Linked DNA regions of Cricetulus griseus: region 1 is linked to region 2. A link is a contact called in public Hi-C data. All regions are on one chromosome and are shown on one strand. Each heading gives the region's core, a stretch centred on a gene start, on an enhancer-like site or on the middle of the called end of the contact. The rest is flanking DNA. Distances are from core to core; before and after follow the strand shown.

Region 1 (3,630 bases), core at 659-3,158, 33 kb before region 2:
CTGCCATGAAACAGAGAGCAAAGAGACTGTGATCTTTACAAGTCCTTAGCTTTACAAGGCTTGGGGTGTTAACCTTGCACGGAGAGAAAGCCCCAAGCAAAAAGATTTAGCCCCACCATGGTGCTGGGAACTGGAGTAGTTTGGAGGTGTAATGTCCCATGTTAGTCACTAGGAGGCTCCAAGGATAATAGATGAGGGTAGAAGCTATGCAGCCTGTTGGGGTCTCCCCCGCTCGAGTTTTCTACATAGACCTGAGCAAGTGCTGGGCACCAAGAGTCTGGCTCTCTGCTGCTGGGATATCGTTCCTGTTGGAAGACGAGGTGACCCGGTCACTATGGTGGGATGGGATCTAATGAAGGCCATGGCCAGCCCTTCCGACAGGCCTTTAAAAAGAAGAATGGAGCCTGTCTGTAGTGAGTCTCTTCTCTGCAGTCCTTGGCCAAGCCTGTCCTCCACTTCGCCTGCCTTCTTGCCAGAGTGGGGTGGGGTGGGGTGGGAAGAGAAATTAGGTCTGGACCGATCCCTCCCTCCTGCGCTTCCTGGCTGGGTAACCTGGGAAATAGGATGACAAAGTCCCCAAGGCGAGGTCAGCCTGAGGGTGGAATGTCAGAACAGACAGGCAGGCAGGAGAGTGGCTCTCCTCCGTCCCTTTGGCTCCACCAGAAACTGGGAGTTCTCAGGCCTAGTTTCTCCCAGAACCACAGTAGTTGGCAACGAGGAGTTGACCCCCCCCCCCCCCCAAATCAGCACCTCTCTAAAGGACTTGCGCACACCCACCCAGGCGGGGAGTGTAAAAGCAGTTGGTTCCCTGTGCACCCAGGGCCTGCTGGATGAGTCTTTGGGGCTGAGGCCCAGGACTCCCAGCCTGAACACGTCCAGGGCTGGAAAAGGCTGCCCGGGATTACAGGGCCGGCTCTCTGGCTGTCTCTCCTTCTCCCGCCCAAGGATGTGCAGAGGGGGCGGGCGGCAAGTCTCATCAGCGCTTTTAACTGGGCCTGCTCTTCATGACTCACCTCCCAGACTTCCCGCAACAGGCAACCCTAAATAGCTGGGACCCACCCTCCCAACAGGGAGACGTTCTTGTAAGGGGTGGGTAAGAGGTTACTACGTGGGTACCCAACAAGGCAGCAGCGGGGGAAGGGGCACTCATACAGATGGGGGAACCGCACGAACTGAACAGGGGCGCAGGTTGAAGACGTGTTGTTTACAGGCTTTTCTTACTAAGGAAATTGCTGTCAGTCAAGGTAATTCTAGCCCAGATACGCAATAAATATGCTCCAAGCTAATCTTATGGGGATTTTATTGGCACCTGGGATCAGGGGTTACTTTTCCCTGCTCCCCTTTCTCTCAAAGCAAAATCCTGCTCCCAGAGGTCCCCCCCCCCCCGCCCCAATCTCCGCAACGTGGGAGACTCCACGTTCGTATAACTTCGAATGTACACTCCATGAAGGAAAAAAAGGGCCAGGCAAAGATGAAGCTTGACTTCCTGGCCCTACCTGGAGGCAGGGGGGGATGACCAAGTGACCTGAAATGAACCCTTGGCGACCCGGTTGCATCAAGACATGCGCGAGTTCCCCCTCGGCTTGCCCCGCACGCGCTCAGGGGTGGTCACCTGGCCCGAGCTGGGAGGAATATCTGATGGAGCAAGCCGGCTTGCCTGAGACGGTTCCAGCGTGTTCGAATTCCAGGGGGAGCCCTCGGGGACTAGGGCGGCAAGTCCCGGCTCGCAGAAATGAGAAGCCAGTCCCAGGAGAGTGCGAGTCGCAGCGAGACCGGGTGCGCGCCCAGGCGCGTGCCCCGCCACGGCGCAGGGGGAGGGGAAGTCGCTGCAGCCACTCAGAGGCATGGTAGTGAAGCCTCCCAACAACTTTAACTGTCAATCAGACTTAATGGGGTATTAAAAAAAAAAAAAAAAAAAGGGAGGGGGCGCCCTTTCGGTGGGTCCACGCCGCTCCTGCCCTGTGAACGAAGGAATACGGCGGTGCAGACGAGGGCGTCCTATCCACGCGTGCTTCACAAACCGGCCCCGTCCAAGTTGGAAAGGACAAAAAGAAGGCAATAAATGCTAAGGGGGAGAGAAGGAGAGAGAGAGGAAGCCAGATCGAGCGGCAACTCCCAGCCCGGGCTGCAAGAGAAGGAGGCGGGAGCGGGAGAGAGCGGGCGCGCGCGAGGGCGAGCCGTGCACGGGAAGAAACTGACACCCGGACCCCCCACTTCTCTTGCACGGTGCTGGCAATCAGATCGCGTTTAAGCAATTTCCTGAGCCCAAGAATAGCAATGAGTTGGGAGACTTTGGCGGACTGAAATTGGGAGCTGCAACCACTCCCCAGGTTTTGTGTGTGTGTGTGTGTGGTGTTTTTTATTTGTTTATTTTTGTTTTGTTTTGATTTTTCCTTTTCTGGAGGGGGCGCTACAATTGGGAAACTGCTTTTTGTTTGTTTTTTTAATCTTGCACTTTGAAACCGCGGACTGTAGCAGTGTGCGCTCTTGTGGTTGGTGCTTTTCTTCTTTTTTTTCCCCCCCTTCCCTTGCCTTGCCTAAACTCCTCTGTCGGTCTGTAAACATTACCTGTGAATCGCCCAGCCGAAACGGCTGTTGAGGCAAGAAACTTCTTGTTAGAACTTCCCAACCCGGCCTCCCCTCTACCCCTCTCACGGTCCCAATCTTCTGAGACGCTTTTTCCCCCTCCGCCGGAGCAGAGTTTATACCACCACCACCACCACCACCACCCCCCTTTTCCTCGCCCAGTGCTTTGCATCTGGAAAGAGGAGGTCAGTTCAAGAGTGGCCAGGTGGGACGCCTCTCTTTTTCCTTATTTATTTATTATTTGGGGGTATTTTCTTCCTTCCTTCCTTTTTTTTTTTTTTTTTTTTTTAATTCCTGTTTTGCTTAGTCCGGGGAGTTTCGTCCACCGCCTCCTACCTCCTCCCCCTGTGCCCGGCTCCGCCGCGCGGAGGATGGTGTGGAAATGGCTGGGCGCGCTGGTAGTGTTCCCCCTGCAAATGATCTATCTGGTGACCAAAGCAGCCGTGGGACTGGTGTTGCCCCCCAAGCTTCGGGACCTGTCCCGGGAGTCAGTCCTCATCACCGGCGGTGGGAGAGGCATCGGGCGCCACCTCGCTCGGGAGTTCGCAGAGCGTGGCGCCAGAAAGGTACGCGACGTGGGGGCGGGGTGGCACTGCGACACCTGGAAGTGGGCGCTGAGGGTGAGGGGACTCTGGCGCTCGCGCGTGCCGGGGGGGGGGATTGTTGGGAGGGGAGGGTTCTCCCACCTGCTGCGGCTGCGGAAACCAGAGCCAACAAGCTGAGAGTCTCGGGCCACCCCTTGCATCACCAGGGACTGCTAAACTAGCCGGCGTCAACCTTTGTAAATTTCCCGGGCACCCGAGTCTTTTTTTTTTTTTTTTTTTTTTTGGCAAGTCCTGAGCTGATCGGCTCCCCTGAGATTGGTATTTGGCTGGCTATTTACCCCCATCCACCCCCAGACTTAGGACACCCACCCATCCTTCCTCCTGACTTCATCTCTAAGGTGTTGTGCCCCCCACCCTCCCCCTCTTTGCGGGCACCACGCTGAGCGCGGGGTGTGCGCGCCCCTGGGTAGAGCTGGAAACCCTGACTGCTAGGTTGCGC
Region 2 (3,407 bases), core at 491-2,990:
TGGATAGGAATGGTATTTACCAGATAGATTGCAGGTAAAATGAGGACTAATAATGAATGCAGCATACCGAGTACAAACCCTAGGGCACACAAATTGCTCATAACAGAGACGCTTCCCCTGTTGTTTTATTTTTTTTATTTTATTTTATTTTATTTTTTTTGAGACAGGATCTCATCTGTAACCCAGGGTGGCCTTCTATTCATGGTGATCTCTGGCCTCAGCCCCTTGAGTGTTTGGCGTTAGAACAGTGCACCACTACTCCTGGCTGTTATTTTCTACCAAGAATAAATATGGTCTTAATGAGTTTTCCTAGAAGACAGTCTCTTTAGAGTTTATCCAGAAGCAGATATTTCTACCTGACTTACTAACAAACTATCATACATTCTCAATTTCAAGGAGGTTATACTCAAGACTATCCAGATGTCCTGGGATCAAATCCTAGTTCTGTGTAGCCTCCAGCAGGTGACTTGACTTTTCTGTGCCTCAGTTTCCCTGTTTATATATTTAAAAGTGATTGCTAATAGCACCTTCTACTTCACAAGTTGGGGGAGAACCTGTGTGGGAATTGACTGGCTATGACTGCTTTGTGAGCCCTGAGTGGATGCCAGCTACCTATAGCTGTGCAGGTGAGAGCCAAGGGCTTGACCAGAAGAGCTATGCTTAACCAGCTCCTATTTATTGAAAGAAAAAGGAAGAAAGAAAAGCCTTGGTTTTGCTCTGCAGCCATCTTAGCAATTTCCCTGGTGATCAGGTTAGGACCGACAGGTGGACATCCAGCAAGACTGGCTGTGTCCGAGGGTGCCACCGTTCTCTTTTACTGACTTATTCTGTATTCCAGCCACACTAGACACTTCCTTTCCAATACACAGTTGTTGTCTTTGGCCCTCCCAGCAGCCTGGCAAATGAGCTATAAACCCATTTCACAGATAGAGGAACTGTATGAGTGTCTATATGAGACAACACAGCTAGAATTGGGCCAGCTGAGCAGGCTTCTCTAGTCACTTCCCAGTGTCCTTTGTTGTCATCCTACCCACTATGGAGAGGAAGGGGGAAATTTTAACAGGTTTGAGGCCTCTCCATCAGGTCCTTCTGCAAGGGTCTTACCTGGAAGGGTCCCCTAAAGCCGGTATAGCTGGTTCTTGCTGTCCTGTCTCCTCCCTGCTAGAAGCAGTGCTGGACACAGGTGAAGGCTGGGGATTACAGATATGCCACCATGCCACTGGACTTGCAGTCAGTGAGCTACCTCAGCACGTGTCACTTTGAAAAACCCAAGGCCAACCCTCCTAGGCTACAGGTTCAGTATCTGAGAGTCACTATCTTGGTCTGGAAAAGACAACCTAGTCAGCAGAGTTTGATCTTCAGAACCCACGTTTATAAAAGTCCAGGCAAAGACAGTGTGCACCCCAGCACTGTGGAGGCAGAGACAGGCAAAGCCCTAGGGATTTGCTGACCAGTCAGGCTAGCCAAGTCGTGGAGCTCTAGGCCAATGAGAGACCCTGTTGTAAAAAGTCAAAGTGGAATGACATCCTGAGGAATGACACTGACGGCTGACCTCTGCCTTCCACACGTGGACATATTATGTACCTGCACACACATAGACACTTGTGCACAAACACACATTTGCACACACACAAACAAACCAAAGTTGCATTTGTCACATAACTGAGGAGGTATAGGAAAGGCAGCAGTCAGTGAGCCCAAGGCCGCCCCTTGCTCAGGAATGGCTGATGACTCATCACTCATAATCTTACTGGTACCACAGTGACTCATAAGGCCTTTGAGAGACAGGGGTCAGGGCCGGCAGCACATGCCCTGTACCTTCAGACTGGGGAAAGCAGAAAGAGCCAGAACAGAGTCACTGGAGTAGTGCCAGGGGCTCACAGGTTTGCCCCTGCTTCATGGTTTCCGTATCCATAAATTGGAGAGAATATTTGTGCATGGGCCCGATACTTAGGGAACACAGTGGGTGCACAGGTCTGGGGTCAGATTCCTCTGAACAGGCATGGGAAGCCCCTGTTTGACTGCATGTTCATCTGGAAGTCCCATGGAAAGCCACTTTGTGTTTGACTGACCGGCTAGGGAGCCAGCAGACTGAGGACCTCCCAATCAGAAAGGCCCAGTAGAGGAGCGGGGCGAGATGACAAAGTATTTATTGAGTTTCTGCTGTGTATCAGGTCCTACTAGATGCTGAGGATGCAACAGGGAGTGAGAGTCACTGGGCCTCCACCCTCAGGGGACTCATAACCTGATGGAGGAGACAGGCCCTTGTCAAGGAACAACCTGACAAGCAAGGTCATTCTAGATGCAGTTGTGGTTGTGGTTAAGGCAACTAGAAAGGAAGAGGTAAGATCAGAGGTCACCCAGCGGTGAGGGAGGCGGAGCAGTCTCTCAGGGGAGGACCTAGGAGACCTGAGAGCAGTCTATGGGAATGGCTGATGAGGAAAGATTGCAGAGTAAGAAAGCTGAGGGCTGGCCCATGCTTTAAAATGTGGAGGGTGTTCAATGTGAGTCCCAGGAGCCCTGCAGGACTTTGGAGAGTGAATCTGGCAGGGTAAACTAATTCCTTGATTCTGTCAGAGATGCCCCCTGCTGGTGGGCAGACTCCATTCATGTGGTGGGGCAGGATCCAGGAACTCTTAACAGGCATGGACTGGGAGAGAATCCCACAGCCTCGAGTCCCTCACACAGAAGAGCCAAAGTGATGCCCTCAGAAACACTAGCCACTCACCAAGGTGCCCAGCAGAAAGGCCAACTTCTCCAGGAGAAACCAGTATTTTCCTGCCTCCAGGTTTCCCAACCTCTTCCCACCGCTGAAGCCAGAGACAGTAGCCCGGAGGACGGTGGAAGCTGTACAACAAAACCAGGCCCTCCTCCTGCTCCCATGGACCATGAATATCCTCGTCATCTTGAAAAGGTATGGGGGCGGGGGAGAGTTCTTCACCCAGGTTCAGGTCCAACTTTTTACTTGACTCCAGTGGGCCCTAGTGGACAAAAGGCGACAGGCAGGAGAAAGTGAATGTAAAATTGATTAGTCATGTCTGCACAGAGCAGGAGGTTGAGGAGTAGCACCTCTCTCTGACTGTACTGACCAGTAACGCAGACTTGTTGGTCTAAGGCTCTCTGTGAGGTTTGTTTTTATTTTTTCCTTATTTTTGAGGCAGAGCTCACTGTAGCTCAGGCTTATCTAGAACACACTATAAAACTTAGGCTGGCCTTGAACTTGGCAATTCTCCTGTTTCTCTAGTACTGGGATTATAAGTATGAGGATTATAAGTTTGAGGGATCCAAACAGCTCTTGCTTGTGTGAGTTTTATCTATCACTGCTTACTGCATTAGAAATAAAAACTGAGAGGGGAAGTTAGATTTATGAATTAGTTTCTATTCACAATATTTTTCATCTAAAGAGG

Evidence for each region. Hi-C and Micro-C count contacts between places; a contact is called where the count stands out from the background.
Region 1: a Hi-C map of the CHO-K1 cell line shows a contact between it and region 2, with 2.4 times the contacts expected there. The contact joins the promoter of Dhrs3 here to the enhancer-like site in region 2. A contact is called at or near these places in 4 of 8 Hi-C or Micro-C datasets (the CHO-K1 cell line, fibroblasts and liver).

The regions. Positions count from the first base shown.
Region 1 is chr2:9,065,307-9,068,936 of CriGri-PICRH-1.0, reverse strand. Dhrs3 (short-chain dehydrogenase/reductase 3) reads left to right here and starts at 1,908. Exons shown (of 6, transcript XM_027398149.2): 1 at 1,908-3,152. The coding sequence starts at 2,958.
Region 2 is chr2:9,032,289-9,035,695 of CriGri-PICRH-1.0, reverse strand. It overlaps Dhrs3 (short-chain dehydrogenase/reductase 3), which reads left to right. Exons shown (of 6, transcript XM_027398149.2): 5 at 2,789-2,914. Among named protein-coding and RNA genes, the nearest start is that of Dhrs3, 33 kb to the left of the region's middle. Within about 2 kb of position 1,740, at least 2 of the 6 cell types and tissues checked have open chromatin away from gene starts, as enhancers often do. A contact at or near this core is called in the CHO-K1 cell line and fibroblasts, where this site is marked.